Linked DNA regions of Anas platyrhynchos: region 2 is linked to region 1. The links are chromatin contacts, called in public Hi-C maps. All regions are on one chromosome and are shown on one strand. The core of a region is the stretch at or near the end of the contact, and the rest is flanking DNA. Distances in the headings are between cores, read along the strand shown.

The links. Hi-C and Micro-C count contacts between places; a contact is called where the count stands out from the background.
Region 2: a contact with region 1 is called in a Hi-C map of small yellow follicle, with 4 times the contacts expected there. The contact joins two enhancer-like sites. A contact is called at or near these places in 2 of 8 Hi-C or Micro-C datasets (F5 follicle and small yellow follicle).

What each region holds. Positions count from the first base shown.
Region 1 is chr24:6,161,777-6,168,005 of IASCAAS_PekinDuck_T2T, reverse strand. No RefSeq gene overlaps it. Among named protein-coding and RNA genes, the nearest start is that of EDN2, 12 kb to the left of the region's middle. Within about 2 kb of position 4,970, at least 5 of the 8 cell types and tissues checked have an H3K27ac peak or open chromatin away from gene starts, as enhancers often do. A contact at or near this core is called in F5 follicle and small yellow follicle, where this site is marked.
Region 2 is chr24:6,321,699-6,328,583 of IASCAAS_PekinDuck_T2T, reverse strand. No RefSeq gene overlaps it. Among named protein-coding and RNA genes, the nearest start is that of EDN2, 150 kb to the right of the region's middle. Within about 2 kb of position 2,778, at least 4 of the 8 cell types and tissues checked have an H3K27ac peak or open chromatin away from gene starts, as enhancers often do. A contact at or near this core is called in F5 follicle and small yellow follicle, where this site is marked.

The DNA.
Region 1 (6,229 bases), core at 3,721-6,220:
AAGAAGGATGCCCAAAACCTTCGTAGGAACTTCCAGGCGACCTCCTATGAAAATCCCTCTCTTCAGCCACTGAGTCTCCATTGTGCTGCCAGTGAGCAAGACCAAACCCGCCTCCCACTTTGGGCACAGCATGCACCCCACCACCACCTCCACAGAGGGATGTAGCCTGAGGAGGTAGCAAGAAATTTGCTGGTCCCTGGAGTGGTCACTGCCTCACTTTTGGGGGCTTTTAATAAAGTATGGTCTGATCACTTTCACTGGAAACCATTAAACAAGGCAGCAAAGTGTCCTGAGCCTTGTCTCCAAACAGGTTGTCCACAAACCCCAGTAACCTCCTCTGAACTCCCCTCCACCTGTCCAGGCTGTGTTCCCACACACCAGAGCCTCAGCAAGCCCCGTCCTTCCACCGCTGCTTTCCCTTCCCCTTTCATAGGAGCAGCTCTGCCTCCTGCATGGTCAATCACTCTCGCTTTTTTCTTCAGAGGGCTCTTTTTCAGTTTGGCTCAGCCATAAAGCAGATGCAGTTCTCACTGCCCTCCCGCAGACCTACATTTCCAAGTTCCTTCATTTTCCTCTCTGCAATAATCCTCATCTGTCAGACACTGAAGCTGCTAAGCTCAATAAATTGATGACTATAAAGAACTCTACATTGGAAAACTGTGTTGAGTACCATTTTTCTTCTGCAAGCTTCCTCCAGGGCCCTGGGAAATGTGAAAACATAGTTTTGAAAATTTTAGACATTTTTCTGTCAGCATAGCAAGACCAAAAACATTTAGAAGCATAAACTGAATGTTCAGAAGTGCCTTTGTCTCAGACTGCAAATCTGCAAAGTGCTGCTCTCACAATTGTTAATTGTGAATGGTCTACAAAAGTTCAGTAGAAGAACTGACTAGGCTTTTCTCATGATAGATGAGATCCTTCAAGAGGTTCCCTCCTTTCTCACCATATCCAGTAGCTCAATGTTCAGACACTTGCTTTCAAGCCTCTACTTTAAACACTATCGACTTAGTTGGACAAAATAGAAGGAAAGATATGAAAAATCCCATCCCAGGTAGCTTCATTGTCTCCTACCAAGAGGGGTCTGTGCTCAATAGCCACAGCATAAAATAGGTAAAGTGGTTATTCACACTTGGCCTCTCCCACAGCCCAGGGAAGTGCTGTAACCACTGGGCTTGGAGTCTACTAGTACACACACATGTCTGAGGGCTCGTCTCTGCTGTCTTTTGTGTGGGTTTGGCAGGCTCTGCAAATGCCTAATGGATCAGGTCTTGCCAACAAAACAGAAAGTGGGGAACGCCTAGTTTAAGAGTCTCTCTAGGGCTTGTGCACAAGCAGCTCACCATGTCCAAAGAGCTAAATCCAGAGGGGATTAAGTGCTCAAGCCTAGCATGTAAGCATCCTTGAGAAACCTAAAACCTCAGCTGCCACCTAACACTGTAGGTGCTTTAGGTGCCTAGGTGCTGACGTTCCTCCAAAGGAGTGCACACAAAACTGTCTACACCCCAGGCCTTTAAACACTCAAATTTCTGCTGCTGCACAGCAGACATCCTACACGAGGTACGTGCACATCCCCATGGCATAAACATTCTCCACCGTACTCAGACTGTTCTCCTCTTTCCTAAAACAACAGAGTTGTCCCCGTTGTTTTATGACATTTTGGAAAGGAATTCAGCAATACACTGAAGGACACATAACAGAACAGGGACAAACACTGATAACACTGGCAGAGTGGCAAATAGGGTGGGTGTTTGATAGCTCCCCAAATGCAGACTTCCACCCTCTGCTTAATGATAGGAAAAGTGTAGACAGGATATCCCTGCAGGGTGTCTCTTCAGGAGAGTTGTTGGCAAAAAGTGTGTTTCTCTATATGCGGTGAGCAAAGGTGCTTTGAGCCAGAAGGATTTTTTATTGTGTAAGAGAACAAAACAAGAAAGAACAAAAGTAGTTTTCATTAGAGAAGCGTGTGTGTGCGCGTGCATGCGCTCCCTCTGTAATAATCTGTAACGAAGTGAACATAAATTGGCTGCCTGTGTCTCTAAATAGCAGTCATTTGAAATCTAACATCGCTGTAGACATTAACAGTCATAACACATACAGAGCTCCATACATGACAGCACTCATTTGTTTCCAAATGCCTCCAGCTGAAAGAGAAGAGGACTGGTGTTTGCAGGTGTACTGTGAGGTTGGGTGATTGTGGGGACAAACTGGTCCCCACAGAGTCAGACACTAAGGAGAAGTCAGGCTTGTGAGGGAAGCATGAGAAACACAGAAAAGTATGTAGGAAGAAGTTGGTGTTCGTGGGAGGCCATGCATGGTTGGACAACAAACTGAAGGTGACGGGGTGTTATCACGCCTTAGAGCTGATTTCTGGAGGAGAGATGGGAACACCTTCCCCTTTATAGTCCCACCAGAGGGTGAGAGTATTGAAATTCAAAGCCAAGGACCTCCACTGGAATGGCATGTGCAGGACACCTTGTCCCTGGAGTCAGCTAGAGCTTTATGCCCTATGAAAACACGGGGAAAAGTTGAGCACAGAGAGGAGTAATGTGTGTTATTACTGTGCTTCAGAATCCAAGATGTTTCCTAAATCAAGAAGGGTGTGAGAATTTGAACAATCTGACTCTACCCAAAAGACTATCCACAGCATCAAAATGACTGAAGAGTTTGGTTAATGCTGGGTTCAGAGTCAAGAGTCAGGGAGCCAGAGTGCCTGGCCATCGGAGGGGGTCTGCCATTGCACTCCAAACCCACGTCCTTCTGAAGTACTGGCCATGCAAGAATCAAAACATTTGAAGTTGTCTATTGCCTTCAAAGATCTGTCCATTGTGCAAAGTTAAATAGTTTGAGAAAAGCTTTTCCAACTCAGCTTTGATCTGACTTGCTAAGATAAGCACAGAAGGTGAACTTTGCCTTTCACTGGTAGCAATGCAACTCTGAGCACAGCTCTGGGTGCTCTCACCACACTCTCAGCAGAACCCAATTCTGTTGCCTGTGCAAAGGAAGCAGGAAAGGAGCCCATCAAGAACAGTTTTTGGTCCTGCTGCTAATGTTTACCGTGATAAGTTATGAGCCAAAAGAGGGGCTGTTAAGTGCCTTGGAGACACAGCTCTGTCTCAATCATCCTCTGCCCTGCTTTTGCAGTTGTTCAATTCACAAAGTTTTTAGGCTCAAACCTTTGTAATTCAGTGCCAGTGAGACAGGCTGCTGTGCACAGCTAATTGCACGCAGCAGCAGATGCCTCATTGTGCTATGGTTGTCTGGACATGATATAGCAAAGCCTTGGTCTAGCTATGTCAGAGGGATGAACAGGCCCAGAAATACTAAGAGGATGATCTGCCCTAGGTTAACGACATAATGAGAGAGGTGTGAAAATTATGAGTTGTGGCAGCCCTGGGAGGCATCTTATTTATCTATGTGGTGACAGATGCCACCTAGGGAAGGGGTACATGTGCTACAGACAGCTATGATGTAACACAAATCTTAGCTAACATTAGGCACTTTTAACAATAACTATTCAGATGACATTTCATGGAGAGCACACATTCCTGCAGGCAGAGAAACTGCAACCGGGAGCGTACTCCACCCAGCTCCACAAAGCAACCCTAAGGCACAAACCTACACAGGCACAAGGGCTTGCCTGCGAAGGGCATGTTGCACCCAGCCCTTCAATGTTTCACGGTGCTTTGTGTCCTGGGCTGTTCCAAAGGCGATTGCACCCAGAAGCTGCAGGCACAATGTCACTTTTGAAGGTACTTCCTCCATGGCCATGTCATGACAAGATAAAACTAGATAGAAAAGAAGGCAAGAAGTTCTAAGGGGGCATAAAGGTGCCCCCCGTGGCCCTTCAAACCAAGGGTTATGAGTGACTGTCCCTGATGTCATGACTTCTGTGGCCATGGAGATGTTATGTTGTTAATGTCCTACATAACCATGGTTTTAGACCAACATCTTCTGGATCCAGTCATCAACAAATGTAACCAGGAGCATTTCAGATCCTCAAAAGAGCCACCCTGTGCAAGCAGAAAAGGAGCTCGGGCTGAGGTACAGTGCTGTTTTGTGGGATACTGGCTTGCTTCAGAAATGCATCAGCATGATAGCAAATCTTATGAAAGTCCTTAAACCCTGGGGTCAGGATCCTTGTGATGCTGTGAGAATCTCAGCTCACATGGTCTGAAAGGAGGTTTCTTTGTGTAGCTGTAAAGTAAAACTGGAAAACAAATCCTGACTCAAGAAAAACAAAATAAAACAAAATAAAACAAAATAAAACAAACAAACAAACAAAAAACACTAACTAAGTGTATAGTCTTCTTCCGTGATTTTGGAGAAGGGGCAGGAAACACACCCTGTATAAGCTGATGACCTGATTATTGTCCAGAGGAGCACCTGAGACTGCTGCAGTGATGCTACTTAGGAATCACCTCTGCAGAAAAACCCACTCTATTCATTATGAAACAGGAGTAAATTATGCAGACATTATGGGGACATTCATGTCCAGCCTGCAACCCCACTGCTGGGCTGCTGTCATGATTGCTGCCTGTCTTCACCTGCACTGGAATCAGGCAGTCATGCGATAGATCTGGAGGAGCTCCCTGCACAGTAGCACCATTCCAACATGATGCTTTGCAGCACGTAGGGTGAAAAGGGACGTGGGATGCTTTCACGGCACCACATTCCTCAACTGCCAAGGAGCAAATACCTCCATGTGGTCAGCCTAAAAAATAATTGATTTTAATCCACTGAGATGCCAGCTTAGTTTGGCCTTGACATAAGTGCTGAGAGAGGATAAAAGCTCCTGGGAGGACAGGCCAGATGGGAGGATTATCTCCATTGTTTTGGGAAAGGCTCTGACTTTACAAACATTCACTCACAGAAATGAACAAAAACATCTTTTGCGGTGAGTGCTGCCTGCACTGAGCCTTCTCCCCAGCTCGCTGATATGCAAATCTCACCACACGCAGCTGGGCTGGAGCTTTGCGGTTGGCAACCTTTCTGTACCAATTTTGGTAATAGCTTTCTACGTGACTGGGGTATGACTAAGCAGAAAGGAATTAGTGTGGACTCTTTGTTCTTGAAGCTCAGTCGAAATATGAACGTGCTGGCCTGACAAAAGCCGGCTCTTTGCATAAAGAAAATAAAGAGGTCTGGAAGGTTAATGAGTGACATAATCAGCTCTCTGGGAAATGCACATAGGCAAGGAATGAAAACAATGTGCAGTGGAGATAATTGATTACCCACAGTGTTGCACTCACCTATGGCAGCATGGATTTCCCTGCATGCTGACTAAAGACAGTGCACAGGGGCCGGTGATGAGGCAAGGATTGCAAAGGGCATCTGGGATCCTCAGAACCTCTGTCATGTTTGGAGGAGGAGGAAGGCTGGCTCTGAAGGTGGGCTTCTGCAAAAGGGCTGCTGAGGTGCGAAGTCTGACAGAAGGGAAGTGTGCAGGAGGAGTGGGGAACGTTGTATCCTTCTTCCACCCTAGGTTATTCTCTGCTGTTAAGGTTGAAATAGATGTAAATTCCCCTTCTGCTTACCAAGTGTTTAACTGAGTCTTCAAAGCTCTTGGTTACTTCCTAAAGCTGGAAAATAGCTCTTCACAAAGGCCTGTCCAAAACAAGTCCTTGCTGTATATTTGAAATAAATGGTGCATGTACTTACTTTCAAGGCTGAGCTGTGCCTCTGGGAGGGGGACTTTCCTTACAGCATCCCTGTGCATCCCTTCCTGCATCCTGTGGTCATGAGCAGGAGGACTTGAGGCACACTTTCCTCTTTCCTAGTTGGCTGTGTCTGAGCAGTTCTCAGCCCCTCAGCTCCATGGCAGGAGCCAACCACCTAAATGTGTGCCGTTACAATGCCCAGAGGTCACAAAGACTAAGTCACACCATTTACCTGCCTTAGGCAGGATCCCAAAATACCCCTGTGTGGTGACGAGGAAGTAGAAGGAATATGACCTGGCAACAATATGGGAAGCCAGGTTAAACCACTGAGCTGTCAAACAAGCGATAGAAAAGACCTTATGACTCACTTTGGTTTAACTAATTATAGACAAGTGTTTCCATGTCATCTGCCTGACATAATGCTGATAGTAATGACCAGATGAATGACTGCTATGTGAGCATATCTTCTACCAAGATGCTGAGCAAGGATATGAAATCCTGCGCATCACTCCCTAGATGCCTGCTGAGTGTAGGAAAAATGTCTGGTCTGGGCATGACCTTCCAGGGCAGTT
Region 2 (6,885 bases), core at 1,529-4,028, 160 kb before region 1:
ATCTGTGTTGGGACGTGGTTGTGCAAAGCAGGCAAGGCTCAGCCAGCATGAGCTGTGGCAGGAGATCCCTGGGTGAGGGGGAGCCCAGGTGGACTGAGCCCCCCACACACTGCGGCCCCTTCGCTGCCCTCAGCATCCCTCATTGCCAGCAGCAGCAGGGCAGACGTGAAGCAGAGATGTAGAGGAGCCTCCAGGCACTGATGGCATCAGCCTGGAGCCACTGAGAGGTGCTGCTCATGGAAAGAGGGTGGAAGCATCCTCCAGCTGCTGCAAGTGCCAAACATTTCTCATTCCTCATGTGCTCTTATTAACACCTCCACACGCAACAGAGCTGCAAGCAAGGTCTTCCTAAGCTCTGCTAATTATTAAACATACTTCTGTTAAGCTTAACTAGACGTGCTTGTCAGCTGCTGGCAGGAAGAGAATAGTGGGAGAGACTTGTAAACACACTCTGATGACTAAGTGAGAACACTGCCAAGATTTCAAGGCACTGGAGCCTGCTGCCTTCAGGTGTCGTTGTCTACCTTGTGTTTCAGCCTGGCAGTCATGCTGGTCAGGGTGGACTTCTGCATTTCCAGATAAAGCGCAGGAGCCTTGCAGGGACAATTCTGACAAGATTTTGCATTTCAATGTTGTTGTTCTAATATCTGCTCTTGGTCACACTGAGATAGTTCACCAGGACCTTCCCTGCCCTGGGGATGTAACCAGTCTTGGGAGAAAACTACCCATCACAGAGGCTCCTGAAGCTTTCCAAAGTAATGTCTTGAAACCCTTTCTGTCTTTCCAGAGCAAGGAGATCTGGCAGCTAGTTGCACCAGCTGCTACACTAAGGAAGTGGCGTTTAAGCTTGTCTACAACAATCTTCACACTCTTTCAAGGCTGCTTCAGCTGCACTCCCAGCACACCAGCTGCAACATGCTCCTTTATCTCCCTATCTATCATACTTTGTGACAGTGTTCTGCACAGACAGTGCAACTTCTCTGCTTCCTGGTGTTTTTATAGCACCTAAGCACTTGGTCATACAAGATAGGACGGGTGGAGCTATTAGAAATTCTTCTATTCCTATTCAGAAAGAAAATAATAATAATAATAATAATAATAATAATAATAATAATAATAATAATAATAATAATAATAATAATAATAATAATAATAAAGGTGTATATGTTGATGCGCTAGCTAAAAGCTTGTGAACACCTGAAACGCTTCAACTATTAAATCATAACTTCTCTACTGAGAAATGTTGTAAAAAGCATCCTGAAGATACAATTTTTACCCATTTTTGACCAGTATTTCTGAAAATAACTAAAGAAAAATATTTCCTTGGTCTGGCTGTGAGGTCTGGAGAAGGCTTTTTATCCTATCAAATCCACATGTGACACACCTTATTCCTTACTAGCAAGCAGCAGCACAATGAAGAAGGATGGATCTGAGGATGGAGATTTGCTTCCTTCAGTGCTTTCGGCTGCAGACTGCTCTTGGCTCTGTTCCTCCCACTGACCGAAAGAGGCAACGTTCCAGTTTCTCTCTTCCAGGCAGAAGAGAGGCTGAGGAGACAGGTGACAGTGCAATTGAGATATTCTGCTACCAGGTATTGCAATTAGCTTGTCAGTATGAGGTTAAGAGAGAATTGGAGTAGAAATGCTCCCAGCCAAGTTGCACACTTACTGAATGCAAAGCCGGCTACAGAGCAGCACTAAGGCTGGACAAATAGCAAAACAACTCCAGCAGCACTGACCCAACTGGGTTGCACTTCCTGCATATTTTGGGACACCCAATATGTAATATAAATAGCATCTATCAAGCTGCACACTGACCCAGAAAAACAGTAAGACAATTCTGCAAGCTCCTAACATGGCTGAGCAAATGCTGCTGCTGGCACATTCATACTCACAGTTCCTCTATTAAGACATTTAATTTTCCTGCATTTTTACAAACAAACAAAAAAAAATGAGATGGAGAAAGAAATTGCTCTTGCTTAATAATGTTAGCATTTAAATAGCCTTAATTAGGCATGGGATAGATGTGCATGAGCTGTTGCCTGTGTTGCCGTTTTTTTTTACTTTGAGACAATTTCCTGCCAGGGTGGATGACAGAACTGCAGCACAGTTACTTTGTGATAGGAAAAGACAAATTTTATTTTATTTTTTTTTCTTAATATGAAACTTATAATTTATGTATGGTACCAAAACTCAAAGGGCAAACCTGAAAATCATAAGGCCTGCTCCATCCTTTATGCATTTATATTTGTGCCAAGCTAGATAGAGTTCTCTGCAGAGACAACTGCAAATTTTCCATGTAGAAGCCTGAAAGCTGCCTTGTCCTTGCCAAAGCCCCTGGTCAGGGAGAATGTTAACAAGTGTCAGAAAGGGGACACAGGGATTAGGAGGCACTCTGCATGATGCACTCTCTGAAGTGATATGCAAACTGCTTATCTCTCTCTGAAGCTGGCATGTTATACCCCTTCCCCAGAGCAAGCCTGCAGCTGGAGGAGGCAGCCAAATTGGCTTTAACCTTTGGTTCACTGGAAACCAGGCCCCAAGTCCCACCGTACTTCTTTGCCACCAGGGATACGCTGAAAGGCACATCCTTTTGTGAGTGAATGGCACTGATTTAGGAAAGGAGTGGAGGAAGCAGCTGATAACCCAGGGAGCGGTGTCTCTGCTTGGAGCACTGTGGAGGCGGCTGGCAGTCAAAACAATGCCCAGAATGGCAGAGGAGGGCTTTTATTTTAAGGTTACTCTGTGCAATGTCACACAATAATATACACTCCCGCGATAAGGAATGTTAATAATACTCCACTTTCTGCCAAGAATAGAGTCCCTATCTACAAGGCCCACCGCTCTAATCAAGTGAAACAAAGGCAAATATATGGAAACAACAAAACCAGCAGCTCAGGAAGTATTCAAATTCAGGAAAGACTAAATATTTAACTTGTGAGGCCCAATGCATCCTGGAATGTATGGGGCACTCCAGGAATGGCTAGCCATTGTACAGGGGCTGTGATGTAGAGCCCTCTTAGGCAGACCGTGCCTTGTGGGGCCACCAACCTGCCCTGGTCACCTGCAGTGTTGGCACCAGGGCTGCCAGGCAAGGAGGTCCTTGCAGAAGTGAAGGGAGGTATTATTTAATGAAATGTGTCATAGCCAGGTACAGTTCAGGGTTGCATACTCTGCAGCATGGCATGGTGCTGCTGTGCTTGTTCTTGATGTGAGAGAATAGACGTAAATTTCTGGGTGCTCTGTTCTGGAGGTTCTGCAGGTTGTCTGGAGAAAGCCCCTGGCTGCTGGCTGCTGGCTGCTGCTGCAAATATCCCGTATCCAAATTCTCTTCCAGCCTGCTTTAGCTCGCAGCACCCACATTCTTGATCCACAAGGCTTCATCTCTGTGTGACAATATCTCGTGATTACAATGTCATCCAGAAATGAAATCTGGAGTATACTGAACACCAACATATTAAAAATAAGTGTAAAACCAGGGCTCAGACACCTGCAAAGTTTAATTGTTCAGAATCAGCTGGACAGTAAGCTTAGGTAAGCTTAGTGACTCTGGCAGAAAACCCTGTTGTCTGGACCATAATTACGTTTGCATCTATGATGTATGAACCTAATATATTATACCCCACATTTAATACGTGGGCATTTCAAGGGTAAATTGCCCCTGCATTTTATCTAGTCCTATCTCTAGCAGTCCAGCATGAACAGTGTGAGAAGCAGACCCGAAGTAGGCAGCAATACAATAAGACACCTTTTAATTTTTCACTGTTTTTATAAACCCATGCATTTTTTCAGCAAAAGAAAAATAAACTCCTAGTAGTGAGTAGAGTGGATTTTGCCTGCTTTGCAAAAGTTCACCCATTGTTCAAAGCAAATTCTCCTGTCCAACGTAAACAGGGACTCTTAAAAACATTCTCATCCAAAACAATTGCCATGACTTTTGATGTTTTCATCGTCCTCGCTCTCCCCTACTGTTTGATCATTATGTTTTATAATATTTTTTCCCCTTCCTCACAGGCCCTGTTCCAGGTGCCCCTTCTCTGGAATTCATGGCTTCATCATCCAAGCTCTTGTATTCAGTGAGATACAATGGAAAGAATTTCACAGCATTTATTTTGACTTAAGTGGCTCCCCCCTCTTGCCTGTTTACACAGCCTCCTTTCCCTCAAAGAGTTCACAGATCTCCCAGCAGCCAGGCTGAAAGAGCTCGGCTCCAGCAGATCATCTCCTTCCTTTCTAGGAACCCCCTTCAGAGTTCTCCTGCAGGTCACCTCTCCCTTGGCATTCAACACAAAGCTGCTGAACACTTCATCATTATTACTATAATGAGCCTTCAGGATCTGGCTGAGACCATAATGTGTTGGATACTGTACTCGGAGGAAGGATCCTTGTGCCTGAACCCGGCACTCACAATGCACAAGGCATGCAAGGAAACAAGGGAACATGCAGAGCAGGAGTGGAAATCCTTGCACTGCTGTAAAACTCTGCTCTCTCTCCAAGACGGCCTCCCAGAGTTGGGGCGGCCAGGCTTCCTTCTGACCAGCCTCCAGACAGACTCCAAACTCCGTGAGTGAAAGGAGGAAATCCCTATCTATAATAAAGACAAGCCAAAATCAGAATTACTACTCCTTATTAATCTTAAATCCCACTCTTCACTTCTCATGATTATGAGACTAGAATCAGAACCAACCCAAATTTTCAAAGTAAACTCCGGGACTCTGTAAACCAATATTGTTTGGACTTGTTTTATGCTTTTGTTTATTCACCCCAGACATTATCATTTTAAAGCCACACAAGAATGGTCTAACCCTGGGTTATAGGGCTTGGAGTCAAATAGTTTTATTCTGTTCTATCAGAAAAATAATAAAATACAATAAAAATAAAAATAAAATAAAATAAAATAAAATAAAATAAAATAAAATAAAATAAAATAAAATAAAATAAAGTAAAGTAAAATAAAATAAAGTAAAGTAAAATAAAATAAAATAAATAAATCTTATTTAAAATCTTATATTAAATTCAAGGAGGGGTAAGGTGTGAGATCCAGATGGAAGAAGCCCTGGCACTCAGAGCACTTTGACAAACAGTTCTGTTTCTTGCAATCAAAATGTTTCAGTATCTGAAGGTCCAATCCAGCAATGTTTGGGAACACTCACCCTGCTTCTTTTTTTATCTCCTAAACAAGAGAGCAAGTAGACTCGAAGACTAAAAGATAATAATCTGGAAATACACAAACTATGAGCTGCACAATAAAAGCAAAATAGCTAGTCAACATATACTACTCCTTTGGGGATTTTCTGTAAATACATCACTCTAAACTAAGTGCTGCTTAGAATTAACTCATCTCAGGAGACCTTGAAGTATCCAGAACATTTCCTCCAAGAGGATTCTGACAACAAAAGACTCTGGGTGGAAAACCACCTGCTGGCTCTGGCTGGTGCTTATCACTGATGTTGGCTAAATGCAACGGACGGTTGCATCACCATCGAAAAATTTGAAACATGACCTGCAACAAACACCAAGGGAGTAGGTTGCCACCCATGGAAGCAGAGGGAGCGGGACCAGGAAAGGCTCAGAGGCTCCAGCTCCTTTTTTCCATTTTAGTGGTGCTCAGAGTGGGGTGCAGACTGCCACATGTGCACACAAGACACGTGTCCAGATCTCCAGATCTATACTTCTCTGAACAGCTTCTACACGATTTAGACCCAGATCCTAATTTTCAGTTTTTCTCTTAGCCATGTAGAAATTAAAAAAAAAAACAAAAAAAAAAAACAAAAAAACCACCCTAGTTTTTCTTTTAATTGGGACAAAACTGAGCAGGCCTGTGGGGCCTTTCCTTAATTCACTCCCTGAACAATGTTCACTGATCAGGACTAGAGATTCAATTAAGTACCTTGGGGTGGTAATTCACAAAGACAAAATAAGGAGTTTTCAGATAATTTGTCTTCCCTTCTATCCCAGAACGCTCCTGCTGAGCAACATGGGCTCTGTCTCTAATTGGTAACATTAATACAATTAAGATGGTAATTTTGCCCCGATTTGCTTCTGTATTACAAAGTATCTCTCTTCACATCCCTCAACACATTTTATTCTGTTAAATTCTATCATTATTTCTTTCCTTTGGGCTAACAGGCAAGTCAAAGCCTTGCCTTGAAGACATCACAGCTTCCCTCAGAGCAGAGGGCTCGTGCTCCTCCTGTCTGTTAAATTTTCACACAGAAAAAGATGTAGGGGTCCAGGGAGGGGCAAATGGAGATGATTGTTTATTTGGATTTGAGCACAGCATTAATGAATGCTTCTCTAATGCACTGGACATGTGGTAGCAATTAGAAGCAAAACAGAAAAATAATTACAATGTCAAAACATCCCTACTTATCTTTTTGCACACCAGCCACCTACAGCAAGGCAGTCCACATAGATCCTGCCCCTTCTCTTCCCAAAGACCAGTTTCAGCATCTGCACCTAACAGTGGCACACTTCTTTTTATCAATCACAGTGTGAAGACTCGGTGATATGGTGGGGACAGTGTGGTCTGACAAGGAGGGAGGGAGGACAAGGAATGCTCTCTCCTTGGGCAACTTAGACAAAGAGGAAAGCAGCACTGGCTGCAAGGCTTTGAGGCAAAATGAGCCCATGGTTTAAGGGAGGAACAAGATGCAGTCAAGGAGCAGACATGGACACAGGTGATGCAGGAACAGAAAAGGACACATGCCTAGGAGTGTCCCCAGGCAGCAAAGACATACAGGTACCCCTCCTCTCCCCAGCCTCAGTGGCCATATCCAGGCTGTCCTTGGGAAAGGTGCATGGTCCGGGCTAGCTCCTGGCCATGCCCAGGAATGTTCTGGGGCAGAAAGGACTAAGAGATCTAATAGATTAACTGCTACAATAA